3 separate regions of the Mus musculus genome follow, and regions 2 and 3 are each linked to region 1. A link is a contact called in public promoter capture Hi-C data. All regions are on one chromosome and are shown on one strand. The core of a region is the stretch at or near the end of the contact, and the rest is flanking DNA. Distances in the headings are between cores, read along the strand shown.

The links. Promoter capture Hi-C pulls out the DNA fragments that hold promoters and counts their contacts.
Region 2: a promoter capture Hi-C map of liver shows a contact between it and region 1, with 7 times the contacts expected there. The contact joins the promoter of Smim1 here to the promoter of Thap3 in region 1. A contact is called at or near these places in 3 of 39 promoter capture datasets (liver and pre-B cells), 1 of 115 datasets of contacts at active chromatin or transcription factors (large pre-B cells) and 1 of 9 other capture datasets (pancreatic islet).
Region 3: a contact with region 1 is called in a promoter capture Hi-C map of liver, with 9 times the contacts expected there. The contact joins the promoter of Dffa here to the promoter of Thap3 in region 1. A contact is called at or near these places in 2 of 39 promoter capture datasets (liver and pre-B cells) and 1 of 484 Hi-C or Micro-C datasets (B cells).

What each region holds. Positions count from the first base shown.
Region 1 is chr4:151,987,589-151,990,288 of GRCm38.p6, reverse strand. It overlaps Thap3 (THAP domain containing, apoptosis associated protein 3), which reads left to right and starts at 1,303. Exons shown (of 4, transcript NM_175152.4): 1 at 1,303-1,406. The coding sequence starts at 1,333. Phf13 (PHD finger protein 13) reads left to right here. Exons shown (of 4, transcript NM_172705.2): 4 at 1-658.
Region 2 is chr4:154,024,724-154,027,423 of GRCm38.p6, reverse strand. Smim1 (small integral membrane protein 1) reads left to right here and starts at 1,380. Exons shown (of 4, transcript NM_001163721.1): 1 at 1,380-1,515; 2 at 1,803-1,920. Ccdc27 (coiled-coil domain containing 27) reads left to right here. Exons shown (of 12, transcript NM_001033455.2): 12 at 568-780. The coding sequence ends at 690.
Region 3 is chr4:149,102,842-149,105,541 of GRCm38.p6, reverse strand. It overlaps Dffa (DNA fragmentation factor, alpha subunit), which reads right to left and starts at 1,400. Exons shown (of 6, transcript NM_001025296.2): 1 at 1,156-1,400. The coding sequence starts at 1,291.

The DNA of each region.
Region 1 (2,700 bases), core at 54-2,553:
TTAAAGTAGAAGTACTGCTGAGCTCTGTAGATTGTGCAGACCTCAAGGGGAGAGCTCTTCTAAAGAGAAGCTGTGATAGAAACAGTCTTGCCCCCAGGCTATTGTGTGGCTCTGATGGGACAAATACCCAGGACAAGTTAGAGGAATTTGCCAAAGACCTGCCCCATGACAGTTGTTGTCCAGTGTCTTCACCCTGAGAATAACCAAAGTTGCAGTAGTTTTTTTTTCTTTTTAAGTGCATTTAAGAATATGTGTGGTTTTGTTGTGGAACAGTGGAGCTGGCCATTATTACATGTGCTCAGAGATCAATGCCTCTGGAATACATTTGACATCTGTTTGTGTTTGCTTGCTTTGTTTTTAAGGGGATCTTTCCCTGTGGGTGGTGTCAGAATTTGGACACCTTGGTTTGGGGGTAGGTTGAGCTGGGCAGCTGCAATCAGCTTGTTTATGCAAACTGGGCGTGAGCCTCTCTGGGCTCCTGGTTGATGGCTAATGCTGGGAGGGAAGGGTCAGCCCCAAGTAGACCCTTCCCGTGGGCTTTGGCCAGGCCAGACACAACATCGTTTACATGTTCTGTGTAATTATAAAGTTTATGTGTATAAAGCAAGCTGTTTCTGTGAAACTGTATATTTTGTAAATAAAGATATTGCTACTTTGAGGTCTGTGCCTCCTTAGGTGTCCTGTGCTGAAAAAGGCTGTGGGTCTCCCCAGTTGCTTGTCAGATGGCGGATCTGGCAGAGCTGAACTGATGATGAAAAGGGACCATGACCCCTGCTCCACTTATCCAGTTAGCTCTCAAACCCAGTGTGCACTTTTGAAAGGCTTCCCTTTCCCTCAATTCCTGTCACACTTGTCTGTTCAGGTGTGCCGGCCACCCCTACCCTCTACCCCGCACTTGTCTGAGCTTTCAAAGCCACAGCCATTAGGGCCCTTTGAAGTTCGGACTGGTGAGGTGAGTCCAGTGCTAGGCATCTTCTGTCTGTATAGTGACCAGCTGGGTACCTCCCTTGGGATCCAAACCTTGTCTGAAGCTGAGATGAATGAAGTGTGAGTTCAAGGCCAGGCAGGCTCTGTACCTGTCTGTAACGGACAAACCCAGCCCTGCAAGCCAGAAACTTAGCTGAGTTAGGAGTCGACGCTTTTTTAGTCCAGGTTTCCAAAGTTGTTTACTTGGGCACAAGTTGTAGGAGGTATTCCTCAGCTCTAACTTCTTTAGGGAGCAGAGCAAGTCCTGCTCTGGCGCCCCGAGCCTGCGGACCCCGCCCCTCAGGCTCCGCCCCCCGAGGCCGCCGAGCCGCCATCTTTTTTAGGGGCAGTGGGCCCATCTCCGAGATGCCGAAGTCTTGCGCGGCCCGGCAATGCTGCAACCGCTACAGCAGCCGCAGGAAGCAGCTCACCTTCCACCGGTGAGGGATGGGGAAGCCGGGACCCGACCCTACGGAACGCTCGCGGGTCTCGGTGCACTGGGCGGGAGCTCCGGGAGGCCCAGGCCAGGGTTTGCAGGCGAGGTGGACCGGGACTGCGTAGAGGGGCCGGGCCGGGCGCGGGCGATGCTCCTGCGCGCGGCCTCACAGCCTGACCCCGCCGCCCCCTCCTCGCCTGGAAGCAGTAGGTGCTCAGTGCAAACTAGATGGGCGTGAGTGGCACCTGGCCGTGTCCCTGCTCTGGCCCCTTGCGCCTGCGTCACCTCGCGGGAGGCCTGGAGGAATGAGTGCTCCCAGGATGGCCGGGCCTCATGGCAGGGATTTCGGCTGTGGGAAGGTGGGAGATCCCCGGTTCTGCAGCCCTGGGACCCCTTTTCCCCAGCAAGACTCGTGCTGAGCCCTTTCTAGGGAAGCACCCTTCAACTGCTCCGGCTTCGAGCGATGTCTGTGCCTTCAGGGCTCAGTTCCTGGCAGCCCGCACCCTGTACACTTTGAATGTTTCTGCTGAAGAGTAGCAACCATAGAAAAATACACACATCAGTTGGCAGCCCACAGACGTCTCCGCTGGCATCCACTTACAGTCTTTTCTCCCACCAGCCCACAGGGATAGCTTGCATGTGGGCTGCGTGGCTGTGGCGAGGTTTGAACCTTAAGAAATGGAATCTCTCTCTCTCTTCCTTCCGGGCCCTGCGAGAGTCATCCTTGCCCCACAAGCACTATTCTGCATAGTATTCCATTGACCACGAGCCAGGATGTGTGCTCTGCATGGAAGGGCCTCCGGGTGGCTGCATGGGTAGTTATCAGGTATCTGAGTTGCCAGAAACTCGGGGGAACACTCACCTCTGCCCGCTCTCATTCTTTGTTTTTAAGTTAAATTCATTTGTGTGTAGAAGAATCCTCCACCCTCTTGCCATGTCTCCCATGGGATGGATGGTCAGAGGACAGTTTCTTTCCTGTTTTGTGGGGCCACAGGGATTTTGCCAGGTGTCTTATCTATTTTAATAGCCACCTCCTCCATTGAGACCAGGCCCTTTTCTGTAGTTCTGACTGAAGTCAGTGAATAGAGCTATGTACCCAAAACTGGCTTTGAACACTCAAAAAAAAAAAAAAAAAAAAAAAACACCCCCTCCCTTAATGCATGCTGGCATCCTGTCTGGGAGACTTTTATATTTTACTTTGTGTTGGAGATGGAGCTCAGGCCTTCCAGAGTAGTGGGTAGGCAGGTGCTCTACACACCTTGACTTTTTTTTTGGTTTTGTTTTTTCGAGACAGGGTT
Region 2 (2,700 bases), core at 131-2,630, 2.0 Mb before region 1:
AGCCAATCTGTTCCCAAGGTCTAGGCCTTCTGTTATATTGCCCTGTGAGCCCAACATTCTGGCATTTCCCTGTAGCTCATGGGGAGTGAGCCTGAGTCACTGCTACCTCTGAGGAGTAGGACCCTGGGGACAGGACTATGGCCTGTGTCTGCTGGTGGGGAGGGAAGTGGGACAGGGCAGAGTAGATGCCTGAGGTCCCATAACTCTTTCTGCTAGGAGTGAGGACAGAGCTGGGGAGGGACCAGATGGCCCTTCTGCACGAGATCAGACAGCTTTCTGGTCTGTAGGCATCTAAGGCATATTCCCTTCAGTGCCGTGTTGACCAAAGGGGTGGGTTTATAGTGAAGGTTAGACACAAGCCTACTCCTGGGACAAGCACATTGTCACTTTCCACCCTGCCTCCTGTGGCATCACAGCTCCGGCAGGGACACACACTTCAGAGGCAGAGATCTCTGCCTTTGTTTTGATATGGGTTTGCTCTTGCCTGCTGCAGCAAGTCCTGGGGTGGGGGTGGGAGACCTCCTTGCAGAGCTGAGAAAGCACCCACTGACTATGTTTCTTGTTCAGAGGATCATCTCGGAGAGGAGTGACTTCTACAGTCAGCTGAAGCAAAAGGGCGTGAAGGTGCCCCCACTACAGCAGTCAGATGTCTCCCTGCCTAGCAAGATCAAGAAGATGGCATCCAAGTGATACAGCATGCCCAGCTGAGACCAGGACCCTGCTGGCAAAGCCAGTCTATGTGGCTAGTTCTGTGATAGATAATTAAACCTTAGAGTTGGCCACCGTCTCATCTCTCTGGTACCTACAGGACCTCATTCTCTGCACCTGAACCACCCAGGTCATGTCCCCTCCCACTGCACCCTCCTCTGGGTCAGAGGCTGGGTGCCCCCATGCTCCTTCTGATCCAAACTTCTGCTGGGGCATGCTCTTGCTACCGGGGCCCCTTTGGAAGATGGAGAAAGGGTGGGAGGCAGGAGGCAGTAGAGCTACAGAGGACATCTTCCCAATCCTTGGGCTCCTGCGGTCTGTGGGTCATGAAGTCTGTACCACGTGTTCTGCTCAGTAGAGCGCTCACTCACCTGCTGGCTCTTCATCCACATCTTGCGCACCCGCTCTTCTGCTACTGCAGCTCCCCTGCACTGGGTGCCACCAGTTCAAAGGGGCCATCTCTGTCTTCCATCTGGAGAGTGCCCAGGCTCTACCTGGGAGCACGGAACTGAGCCTGAGCTCCAGTCCGACTCTGCGAGGCTGGGAAGGACCTGGCGCCCTCTGCAGGCGTCTGGGATGGCTTGTACGGTTCTGCAGCAGGCTGGGAAAAGTCCGAGGGGGGTCCGCCCCTCCTCATCTAGACTAGACTTCCTTGGCGACTGTGACTGCAGGCTTCCCAGGCTGGCCTCTCTCCCTTGGCCCCGCCCTTCAGACCCTGCCCTCTCCCCGGCCTCGGCCCCGCCCCCGTCACCCCAGGGGGCTGGAGAAGCCTCCCTGGCGTGCGGGCGGCCCTTGCAAGAGGCACAGGTGAGTCGCACTCGGTAGAGACCGCGGCTTCCCTCCCGCACAGCCCAAGGAGGTGGGCCTGGCAGCACGCCCCACCATTCCCTGTCCTCCGGGGCCAGAGCTTCCCTGGCCGGAGAATTCCGGACTGGGAAGGGTTAGGGAGGCCTAACCACCCAAGGCTGTCAGGCCTGGAACTGCCGGCTCAGCTCCTGGGGTGGGGGTGGGGTGGAGGGATCACCCTTGGGGCCAGTTTCTTCCTTTCCTCTAGCTGACTGCTCCTCTCCTCGCCACTGTTTTCTTTATTTAAGGCTCGAAGCACCAACCTTACCTCTCAGCATAATTGGTTTGCCCTGCTGGGGAAAGGTGGGATCCATTGAACAGACCCTGACAGCCTTCCTGAGCACCGGAGGCTTCCGACGCGCCTTTGTAAGTTGGGGTCTCAGAGGTGCTCCGTGGGCAAACCGGTTTAATGAGCAGCTGCATGTTGGATTCCCTCCAGGGGACACTCTGTGTTTGAAAGGGCCTTGTAGGCCCTTCCGACTGCGTCTATGACAGATTACCACGAAGGAAGCCTAGACTAGCCTGGCCCAAAGAGCTCACTGCTATCTGGCGGCCTGTCCAGCCAAAGATAGTCTGCAAATAACAGGATCCTACCACCTCAGGCTTGAACAAACTGGGGAGACTCTCTTCACACCCCAAAGTCTACAAGTGGGCAGGTTTTGCTGTAGATTTAGATAGCCCTATTGAGGCGAGTGTTGCATGGATATCTAGACTGCATATGTGGGTGTAGCAGCTCCAGCCATCACACAGGCAGGAAAGAGGTGGCTACTCTTAATTTGGGGAAAGCAAAAGTCCCCTCTCCCCACATTCCACTGTAGAGAGCACTTTGCCCACAACTGGTGACACGGTAAAGGGGGGATTGGGATCTTTAACCTGTCTCAGCCTAATGTGGCTGCCACAGGAGGAAGGGACAGCCCTGTGCAAGCAGCTGGCAGATTCTTTCTGAAACAACAGCCCGCCCACACTCCAGCAACACTCTGTCACCTCAGGCTGTCAGTCAGAGGCTCCACCAGAAGACACGCGCGGCTGTTAAGATGGTGCCCTTCCTCTTCCCATTCAGCCGAGCGTCCTGAGGTTCTGGAGCCCAGAACCTCAGCCCATTTCCTGCAGCCCAGTGGCCTGCTGTACCTTCAGGTACACAGGGTT
Region 3 (2,700 bases), core at 151-2,650, 2.9 Mb after region 1:
TGGGTACTAAGAACTGAGCCCAGATCCTCTGCAAGAGCAGAAAGCACTCTCAGCAGCTGAGCCATCTTTCCAGCATCCTCACATAGGAGGCATTTGAGTCTACATAAATAAGCATCCAACCAGAGGCTGGTCTGATTACAGTGGACGCGTAATGCTGTCCCTTGCTCATTTATTCGGTGGTAATCTTGAATTCTACACATCAAATGTCAGAAAACAAAAAGTAGGTGGTTTATTCTCTCTGTGGCTATCTTCTTTTGCAGTTCTTCTAGACTGAAGGAAACTACAGTATTGGCAGAAGCTTTACTCAGTGTCATTTCATTTATATTATTGCCAGGCAAGAGGCTTTCCATAAGGCTGTCATCACCCAAAATAGAACTGCCAGTCAGTCTGCTATAGGCTCTGCTGCAGAGAACAGAAGTCTCTGGGGCCAAGGACACCCAGCCAATGCAACTGAAGTGGCACTAAGCTGAACTAACCTTGTGCTGGGGTGAAATGCAAGCCTTGGTGTGACAGAACCCCTGTCACCAGATCAAACCCTGCTCCTGGGTCTCAGTAGCTAGCTCTCCGGAAGCGATGCACACCCTGGCACAGGTGAATCCGTGCCCGGAGCTAGCTGACATGAAAGACCTGCAGAACTTCTTTGAGTATCTCATTTGTTGCTACGGGCTAATAACGCTTGTAAGTAACCATTGAACAGACCATCTCACTTGAGAGTCCCAAGAATCCTTTGAAGCAAAGTTGAAAATACACCCACTACACGGCTGAGGAAACTAAGGGTCCAGAGATGGTTAAATGCAAAGTATAGTCAGGATCAGAACATGGCTCACGTTCCTTACTTGGACTCTAAGGGCAGGCACTGACAGCTCCCTTTTAATGGAATAGGTACTGAGTGCGGACTCCCATTCCCATCCCGTCGGGGAGCCCCAGTACCGCCTCTGTGAGCCAGAGTGGACAGAATACGCTGGACTCGGTTTGGTCCAAAATCAGGTCAATGAACCTGGACCTGCACAGTTTCCCGTCCCCTTCACGGCTCCTCTCAGTGTAGGTAAGTAAAAACGCCAGGAATCTGTCAATCACTGGACCCACGTGGGTCCCTGCAGTCCCTAGGCTCTGGGGTCACCTTCCCGACCCCGCCCGGTCCCCTCAGCAGCCAACCTTTGCTCCTCAGCTCCTCGAGACTGGAGGCTGCCACGCCGTGCTGATCGCGGCTGTGGTTGCGGCGTAGCAGACACGGTTTGAGAGGCCGGACATCGTCCGGGTCTGGGGCGCTGGCTCCCCGCGACAGCTCCATCCTCAAAGTGGGGACCTGGCGACTCTGGGAAATCCCAGGTAGCCCAGAGCCCCTTCCCTAAGCTTTGACAACCTTCCTCCCGCTGCCTGACGGGAGATGTAGTTCTCTCAGCAAGTTACGCGAGACCAAGGCACGCCGGGAGATGTAGTTCTAGTGGCGGCTAATCACGGGCGTTCCAGGGCACGACGGGAATTGTAGTTTCTGGGTTCAAAGCCAGGGGCGGGGGGGATTCAGTTTAGGGAAGTGGTCCAGATTGGAGATTTCTTTTTTTTCTGTTGTTTTCTTTCCCCTACCCTGTTACCTTCCCCTCCTTTTCTTCTCTAAAAGACTGTATGATGGAAAACCCGGGGTCTCATGTATGGTAAGCATAGTTCTACACTACATTGCCAGCCATATATTCATGTTTTTTTTTTTTCCTTTTTAAAGATTTATTTATACATAAGTACACTGTAGCTGTCCTCAGACACACCAGAAGAAGGCATCAGATCTCATTACGGATGGTTGTGAGCCATCATGTGATTGCTGGGATTTGAACTCAGGACCTTTGGAAGAGCAGTCAGTGCTCTTAACTGCTGGGCCATCTCTCCAGATGCATATTCATGTTTTAAGAGTTGCCATTGAACTGGGTGTTGTGGCTCAGGCCTTTAATCCTCAGGAGGCAGAAGGATCTTTATGAGTTCCAGGGCAGCCTGGTCTACATAGTGAGTTTCTACACAGCCAGAGCTACATAAAAGAGAAAATTGTGTGTGTGTGTGTTTGTGTGTTTTTCAGGACTGGTTTTGTGACTTTTGAAGTTTAAAGGATATGATTTACAAGCAAGTTGAAATATTAAGTAAACATTTTACATTAAGTTAAATAGCTGACAAGATAGCTTAGTGGGTAAAGGTGCTTGCTGCCAGTCCTTACACCCTGAGTTTGATCCCAGAGCCCAGCATGGTAGGAAAACAGATTTCCAAAAGTTGTTCTCTGATCACACAACCTGACATTTGTATGCATGCATGTATGCTCATGTGAACACATACCCCCCCCACACACACAAATGGTTGCTATGAAATTATTATTAAGTTTTTAAAAGGAGCTGGTTTACTTATGTTTCTTAAAATTTTATTTTTGTAACCCAGCATGCTGGTGAATACCTTTAATCCTAGCTCTTGGGAGGCAGAGGCAGTTGTATCTCATTGAGTTCAAGGCCAAGGAGAACAAGCCAAAGTTACACAAAGAAATTCCGTCTCTGGCTGGTGAGATGGCTCAGTGGGTAAGAGCACCAGACTGTTCTTCCGAAGGTCCAGAGTTCAAATCCCAGCAACCACATGGTGGCTCACAACCATCCGTAGCGAGATCTGACTCCCTCTTCTGGAGTGTCTGAAGACAGCTACAGTGTACTTACATATAATAATAAATAAATAAAT